Regions from separate parts of the Hordeum vulgare genome. Here region 1 is linked to region 2. The links are chromatin contacts, called in public Hi-C maps. All regions are on one chromosome and are shown on one strand. The core of a region is the stretch at or near the end of the contact, and the rest is flanking DNA. Distances in the headings are between cores, read along the strand shown.

Region 1 (3,747 bases), core at 268-2,767, 180 kb before region 2:
CATAGCCCAAGGCCCCATCAGTTCTGAGCACTCCTCCCTTCGCACCTCCTGCTGCACATGCTCCATGGGATGCTGCTCCCACACGTCGTAGGTCCTCGGCTGCGAGCTCACACGTCGGGGCGGCCATGGCTTATGAGCTTCGTGGTGGACGGTGATTGAGGGCGACTGCGAGCTGCTATGAGCGACGCCGTCGTGTATTGCTACGGAGGAAATCTCAGTGGAGCTGCGACGACTGTCATCACTGCTGCGATGGCGCCGCGATGGAGACCATGCCCTTGCGATGGTGGGGGAAATTTCTATCGATGCATCGGCGGTGCTACAATCACTGGCAGAAATGCTGCAATAGATGACCCAAAAAGCCACAATCGTTTGATTCGAAAGATTCAACCCGTGGCATATAAAGTTTTCAGCTGGGCACCATGCACTGAAAAAAGCTACATTTATTTATATGAAAGCTTCAACCGTAGTCTGATAAAGCTTTAACCGGTGAAATACAAAAGTTTCATGTCACCACTACGAAATAAAAAAGGATACAACCATTATTTTTGGAAAGTTTCAACCGTTGAATTGAAAAACTTGAAACTGCTTTGCAAAAAGCTTCAACCGGCCTTTTTTTTGCTGGAACCAGAAAGAGAGTGGAGGAGCTGCTAACAGTACCTAAAAATGTTGTAACCGGTTGCAAATTTTTTGCAATGCTGTTTTTGAAAAGCTTCAACCGGAGAAACGACATGCACAACCAGCTACATCCAAAGGTAATGACGTTTTTACTGTAACCTGTTGTAGACTTTTGCTACAATCAATGAGACAAAATGCTGCAACCAAACGGCCACGTTATGACCTGCGAGGTCGTTTTGCTGGAGCGTGTGAGGTCGATTTTGCTACAACCGAAGCATTTTTGTTACAACCTTTGCCGACATTTGCTACTACCAGTGAAAGAAATTGCTGGGACGACGAAGGCTGACCAACGAGGCGTCTTCCTTGACGACGACGGAAGACGGCGAGCGTAGACGACTGTGGGCGAACGTGGGTGACCGGGGACAAGCGCGAGGTTGCTCGCGAGCGTCGCATTCGTATTCTTTCCCCCCTTCAAACGTGTGCGAGGAGGAAGGACGACAATGGTCCAACCAATGCGTTAATCAATGCCCTTAACGTACGCTAGATCTGACCGGCCGAAATTTCGGCCGGCGCGCCGGCGCTCCAAAGAAAATGCTGGTTCCACGTCGATGCACCGCCGGCAGCGTTCCGCGTACCACGTCCTGGAGACCCGGCGGGGACTACGGCGGTCTAGAAGTACAGCCGACGCGGTGGGCCTTCATCCGACCGAGGTCACATGCGGCGCGACGCCGACTCGCTCCACGTTTCACGGTTCCCGGTTCCACCCACACCCCGCGCCTCACCCCCATCCGCTGCGCGCATCCCGAACGGAGGCACCATTTTCCCGTCTTCTCCATCTCATGTCCATCTCGACCGGCCGCTAGCCAATTGGAGACTGGAGCATCAAATCCTACAGCCTCCACGCTCCAGCGCCCCACGAGAAACACCAGTCACCACTGTCATCCATACAACCACGGCGCGGCGTCTCAGGTCTCACTCACACACTCACTCACCCCACCACTCCCCCGCACACTGACACCGCTCTGCGCTCTATTTAAGCCACCAGCGCCGCGCCGCGCCGTACGCACACCGCCACGCCTCCGACTCCAGCCATGGCCGCCGCCGCCGCCGGTCCTCGGCTGCTCCCCTTGCTCCTCCTGCTGCTGCATCAGTTGCTCGTGGTCGCCGCGGCCGCGGCCTCTGGCGTGACGTACGACCACCGCTCCCTCGTCATCTCCGGCCGCCGCCGCCTGCTCATCTCGGCCTCCATCCACTACCCCCGCAGCGTCCCCGCGGTACGCCCCTGCCCCCCACCGCACACATTAGTAGCAGAGAAGTGGTGGTACTAGTAAGTGACTTGGATTGCTGCACGTGCTCGCTGTCGCAGATGTGGCCCAAGCTGGTGGCGGAGGCCAAGGAGGGCGGCGCCGACTGCATCGAGACCTACGTCTTCTGGAACGGCCACGAGACCGCCCCCGGCAAGGTCCGCCCGCCGCCGCGTCGCCTCATTTTTTCTGCTGCGTTTAGTCTGTCTGCTGCTCTTCACAAACCAGGGTGTTCTCATGTGGGATTGCAGTACTACTTCGAGGACCGCTTCGATCTGGTGCAGTTCGCGAGGGTTGTCAAGGACGCCGGGCTCTTCCTCATGCTGCGCATCGGCCCCTTCGTCGCCGCCGAGTGGAACTTCGGGTCCGCTTCCTTCCCTTTCACTGTTCTCGTGCATGCATATTTGCTGCCATCTCATCTCCTCCATTTCTAGGGTGTAATCAACAGTTTCAGCTCTGTGTCTGGGTTTCAGGGGCGTGCCTGCGTGGCTGCACTACATACCTGGAACGGTCTTCCGGACCAACAACGAGCCGTTCAAGGTGAGGGTGCTCTAGTGTTTGATGGTATATTTGCCCTGTTCGGGTGATAATCCAAGAGGCCCTCCTTATTATGCAGTCTCACATGAAGAGCTTCACGACGAAAATCGTGGACATGATGAAGGAACAGCGGTTCTTCGCCTCACAGGGAGGGCACATCATCCTAGCTCAGGTTGTGATTCCATCAACTTTGAGATCGGTGTTCGTCAGAATTGACAAGTTTAGATTATCTGAAACTAAGTTTGTGCTTTCCAGATTGAAAATGAGTATGGGTATTATCAACAAGCGTATGGAGCTGGTGGCAAGGCATATGCAATGTGGGCAGGTAGTATGGCTCTGGCTCAGAACACTGGTGTCCCTTGGATCATGTGCCAGCAGTACGATGTTCCTGATCGTGTGGTTAGTTACTCACATGCAGTGCCTTGTTGTTTTATGCAACAGTTTGGACATGGATTTACCTCATCATACATATTTTCACTCAAATTGCAATGTATGCCTGAATTACCAGCTCAACTGCAATGGTTTTTCTGCTAACGATGTATTTTGTGAATGATGGCTTCCTCCTAAAATTGTGTTCAAATAGAGGCCATTACAGTAGGGAAAAAACTAAGCAGCAGATCATCAGTAGATGTAACTTTGATATTAAAAAGATAGAACTAGTGCTGCTCTCAGGAGTTGGGACTGTAAGAGTGCACTTGCGCAAATAGTCATGGTTATGTCTTCATAAAAAAAAACACTGTTATGTGATTAGCAGCATCTTGGTATATCTATACATGCATGCACTTTGTAGTTGATGCAATTGCTATGTGATAAAGTTCTTAGCAAATGCAGTATGTGATCTGTTTTGGCAGATCTAATCATTGATGCAACCGACATTTGCAGATAAACACGTGCAATTCGTTCTACTGCGATCAATTCAAGCCAAATTCGCCAACCCAGCCAAAAATTTGGACAGAGAATTGGCCAGGATGGTAATGCATTTGGTACACTTTCATCAGTAACTGATCAGAAATTACAGTTATTTCTACTGATTTCTATAACACGGCATGGAAAGCATCTCCTGCATCTTATCTATGTCCATTTTTTTGTTTAGGTTCCAGACTTTCGGTGAAAGTAATCCCCACAGACCCCCTGAGGATGTTGCATTTTCTGTTGCACGTTTTTTTGGGAAAGGTGGCAGCGTTCAGAATTACTATGTGGTATTGCTTTGTGCACAGTCCATATTCTAACTTTTCTTGTATTATAACTTCACAAAGGATAGCACATCTCATATTCTAACTTGACAAAGACA
Region 2 (3,739 bases), core at 831-3,330:
TCAACCTACAAATATCATCCTTTTGTTGGTGTTAATATAATGCATAAAACAGTAGTGAGTTTCTCACTTTTGCTTGCTAAATTGTGCTAAGTTTTGTCGGAATGTACGAGTGGCCTAGCTAGCTATGTATATATATATGGATTTCAGGAGGGTATGGAAATAATCTTTGATCTTTGTCCTAAAGACAATATGCCAGGCAACATCGACATTTGGGTGGTTGTCGATGATATGCTTCCTGTTTTACCGCCATGTGAGTTTCTCAACCATATTTGTCAAGTAATTTGCATTTATATTTAGAAATAGTTGGTGTTCATCCAAATACTAAATTTGTTAAATTATAATTTACATCTTATTTCGTTTCTTTGAGTGAATTACGGAAATTAATTTACACGACACACTACACGTATGGATCATATCTAACTTGGGAGAAGAAGGATGTTCTTCTCCACTTTCTTGTTGCTGGTGTTCTGGTTTCTAGGAATACCTTAATTATACATTTTACATGCCACTAGTGCATAGGTTGAGGCCGGATGACATTCGCCGAAATATCTTGGTAAAAGTTTCCTAATTAAGTACGCTCTACTATTGCATAAATGGTGTTGATTACATTGCTAACTAGGTTATTATTATTCAAAAAATTAGGTTATTATTATGTTCTTCAACAACAACTGCCACATGATGTAGTGCCTCTGTTCATGCATCCAGAAGGTCAAATGAAAATTAGAAGCCCGCTGAGGGCTAAGTTCGATGCTCCATACTCGAGTAACCTCAAATCAAGATAAAAAGGCTTCAAATTGAAGCATGGAGAGAAATAAAGAAGGTTCGCAAGCCACAAGTTGGAGACCGTTGGATCTCTGTGCTTCATCATGGATACATAGGTGTTATTCTGTTTTATGGCATTATACCTAAGAGCAAGGACTAGGTCTTACGAGAGACAAGTTATTCTGGTTTATATTATTACTTGACATTATCGATTAGGATGCATGCATATGATGACTATTATGACGTTTCTCTATTTTACTTTATGTGTATCATATGATAACTTGGTATATGATTAAGATGATGATGAGTTGTTAGATGATCGATTAGAATACTATTGCCATTCAACAGAAATGATATGAAATGATATAGTGTAAAAAAGATGCATATATGTGCATGTAACTCGTGTCTACATTTTATAAATATGTTCAACAAAGCACGACGGATGAGATGGTGTAATATATTCGTGACGATGTGCAATATATATATAACAAATAAATGGGAAAATAGGGGGTAGCAAAATAGCCCATCCAATTTAGTGCAAAACACTAAACCCAAAAATTGCTCAAAAAAAAACAGACTAATACCCCTCCCCCCTCGCTCCCAGCCCCGCCACGTGAAATGCCATTAGCCCCGGTTCGGGGCCAAACCGGGGCTAGCATTAGTCCGGTTTGATTAGTCTCGGTTCACCAACCGGGACTAATGGCCCAACCAAACTGGGACTAAATGCCCTTTTTTCTATTAGTGACATCAATCTCAAAGAAGCGTCGACCTGGGATGGCGACGATGAAAGGTGGAATGACGTCTTCATTATGGCGTTGGAGTCTTATGACACCACCGAGTCGGAGAAGGACAACAAGGTGTAGTCAGCCGCCATCTTTTCTATCGTTTGTGTGAACTTGTTTGTCATGAACTTGTTTGTGATTTAATCTTGTTTCTGTAAACTTTACCGATCATTTTATACGTGTTGTTTCTGCGTGGATGACATAACGCGTTCGATTTTACATCGCCTGGTGCGTTAAAAATTACAGCGCCCGTGAAGCAACTGACTATTGATACGAAAAACGACGGTCACACGTCCTGTAATTTTTTTTTAAGCACGCGTCAGTTGGAAATGCTGTTACATACATACGGGGACCAATTGCAAGATTTTTCGCAGACGTGAGGAATGGAAGGCTCCATCGATTAACAATTCAACCTCACGCCATTGCCCCACATGCACTACCACTAGTGATAGTAACAAATCTCTCTCTTTCTCTCTGGCTCGGTCGCTCCAACGGGCTTCAAATAGATCGCCCTGCATAAAAGCCACTCATTTCTCCCACTCGCTCACTCTGTTTCCGCTCTCCTCCTCTTCCTCATCCTCTCTGCCACTAACCACCTCCCTCTGCATCAAACCCACCTCCCTCCTTCCGTCCCCTGTTTCTCGCTTTCCCCCCCGCGACCGAATCTCCTGCGGCGCCGTCCCCCTCCAACTCCAATGGTGAACCCGCCGGAGCTCTACCACCGGATCCTCGACGTCCCCAGGGGCACCTCGTTGCAGGGGCTCCGCGCCGCGTACAAGGGCCTCGCCAGGAAATGGCACCCCGACAAGCACCCGCCGGCCTCCAAGCCCGAGGCCGAGGCGCGCTTCAAGGCCATCACCGAGGCCTACGAGGTGAGTGCCCCGCCGCCTCTTCCCCGGTCACCTCCCTGCGTGCGCGCGTCGCCGCCGTGGGAATCGCGTTCCTGATTCGCTGTGCTCGCGCGCGTCGGCGTGGGCTTCCTTTGGTTGTGCAGGCGCTCCTGGACCAGCAGGAGAACAGGGCGGTGTTCGGGGTGTGCAACGACGACCGGGCCAGCGAGATGTTCGGGACATTCGGCTCCGGAGGCGGCGGCGGCGCGCGCATGGCGAGGACGCGCAGCGACGACTTCTCCATGAGGAGCGCGCCCGCCACGCCGGCCAGGGAGTTCACCAAGGTCTACAGCTCCGGCAACACGGGCGGGCGCCGCGCCTTCGCCGAGTTCTCCAGCTCCATCATGCGCAAGGCGCCGCCGCTGGAGCGCACCCTCGAGTGCACGCTGGAGGAGCTCTGCCGAGGCAGCAAGAAGCAGGTCAAGTTCACCCGCGACGTCGTCACCAAGAACGGGTACTGCCGCTCACCGCTTCCTCCTCCCTCCCCCCACCTAATCCATGAGCAGGACTGAATTCTTCAAGAAAACGAAATACTATCAATTCACGCGGAACAGGCCTGATGTGATCCATCATCCATCAACATGGGAGATTTCGACGGATCGATGCTTGAGAAATTTCAGGGTAGGCAAGAATTCAGACTTTGCTCCTGACGGCGACGTCCATTCCACCTTGGCACCTTGCGCCCTCGCCCCAATTTGCCACGCTGTTTTCCAAATCCTCGATGCACAGTAACCCAGCACCATTGCCGCATCCTTTCCAGCCAACGCCGCACTTCTTTTTTACAGTGGGTGAACTGCTTTATAGCATGCCTGCCTGCCTGCCTGCATTCGTCAGGGGAATATTTAGCTTACTTTGGAACATAACAACCAAACCTTTAGGCAACTGCTCTCCGGTGGCGCGCCTTTTTACCTCCTCACGGGCATCTATGCTATCCTTGCAAAGATTATCCTACCTAACATGAGACGTAATACCTCCACTAATGATGTTCTTGGAAAGGGTTTAGTGTCAGGGCCCTGTCTCGAGGGGAAAATTCTAAGGCTTCAGTTGCTTTCCTTGCCGCATATGTGTATGCAAGTTTGTTGGGGACTTTGATTACCCTTCTTTTGGACCTATAATCTAACAAAGATGTGGTCCTTTGAGAGTATTCATTCATAATTTGGTTTACATGTGAGGGTATGGCCGAGGAGGGTTCAGAGACAATGACTCCTGAGCTTCCTTGCTCCTTTAGACTCTATCCCCTGGGAATGTTGGTGAGCTAATCGCCATCACATGATTAATGCCTTTGACAGGTCAATAGTTAAGAAG

What was found. Hi-C and Micro-C count contacts between places; a contact is called where the count stands out from the background.
Region 1: a Hi-C map of leaf shows a contact between it and region 2, with 3 times the contacts expected there. The contact joins the promoter of LOC123444754 here to the promoter of LOC123444753 in region 2. A contact is called at or near these places in 3 of 6 Hi-C or Micro-C datasets (leaf and seedling) and 1 of 1 datasets of contacts at active chromatin or transcription factors (embryo).

The regions. Positions count from the first base shown.
Region 1 is chr3H:533,399,681-533,403,427 of MorexV3_pseudomolecules_assembly, reverse strand. LOC123444754 (beta-galactosidase 3-like) reads left to right here and starts at 1,517. Exons shown (of 19, transcript XM_045121588.1): 1 at 1,517-1,889; 2 at 1,982-2,077; 3 at 2,171-2,283; 4 at 2,393-2,459; 5 at 2,536-2,628; 6 at 2,712-2,855; 7 at 3,339-3,427; 8 at 3,550-3,655. The coding sequence starts at 1,707.
Region 2 is chr3H:533,219,700-533,223,438 of MorexV3_pseudomolecules_assembly, reverse strand. It overlaps LOC123444753 (dnaJ protein homolog 1-like), which reads left to right and starts at 2,080. Exons shown (of 3, transcript XM_045121587.1): 1 at 2,080-2,416; 2 at 2,539-2,888; 3 at 3,724-3,739. The coding sequence starts at 2,240.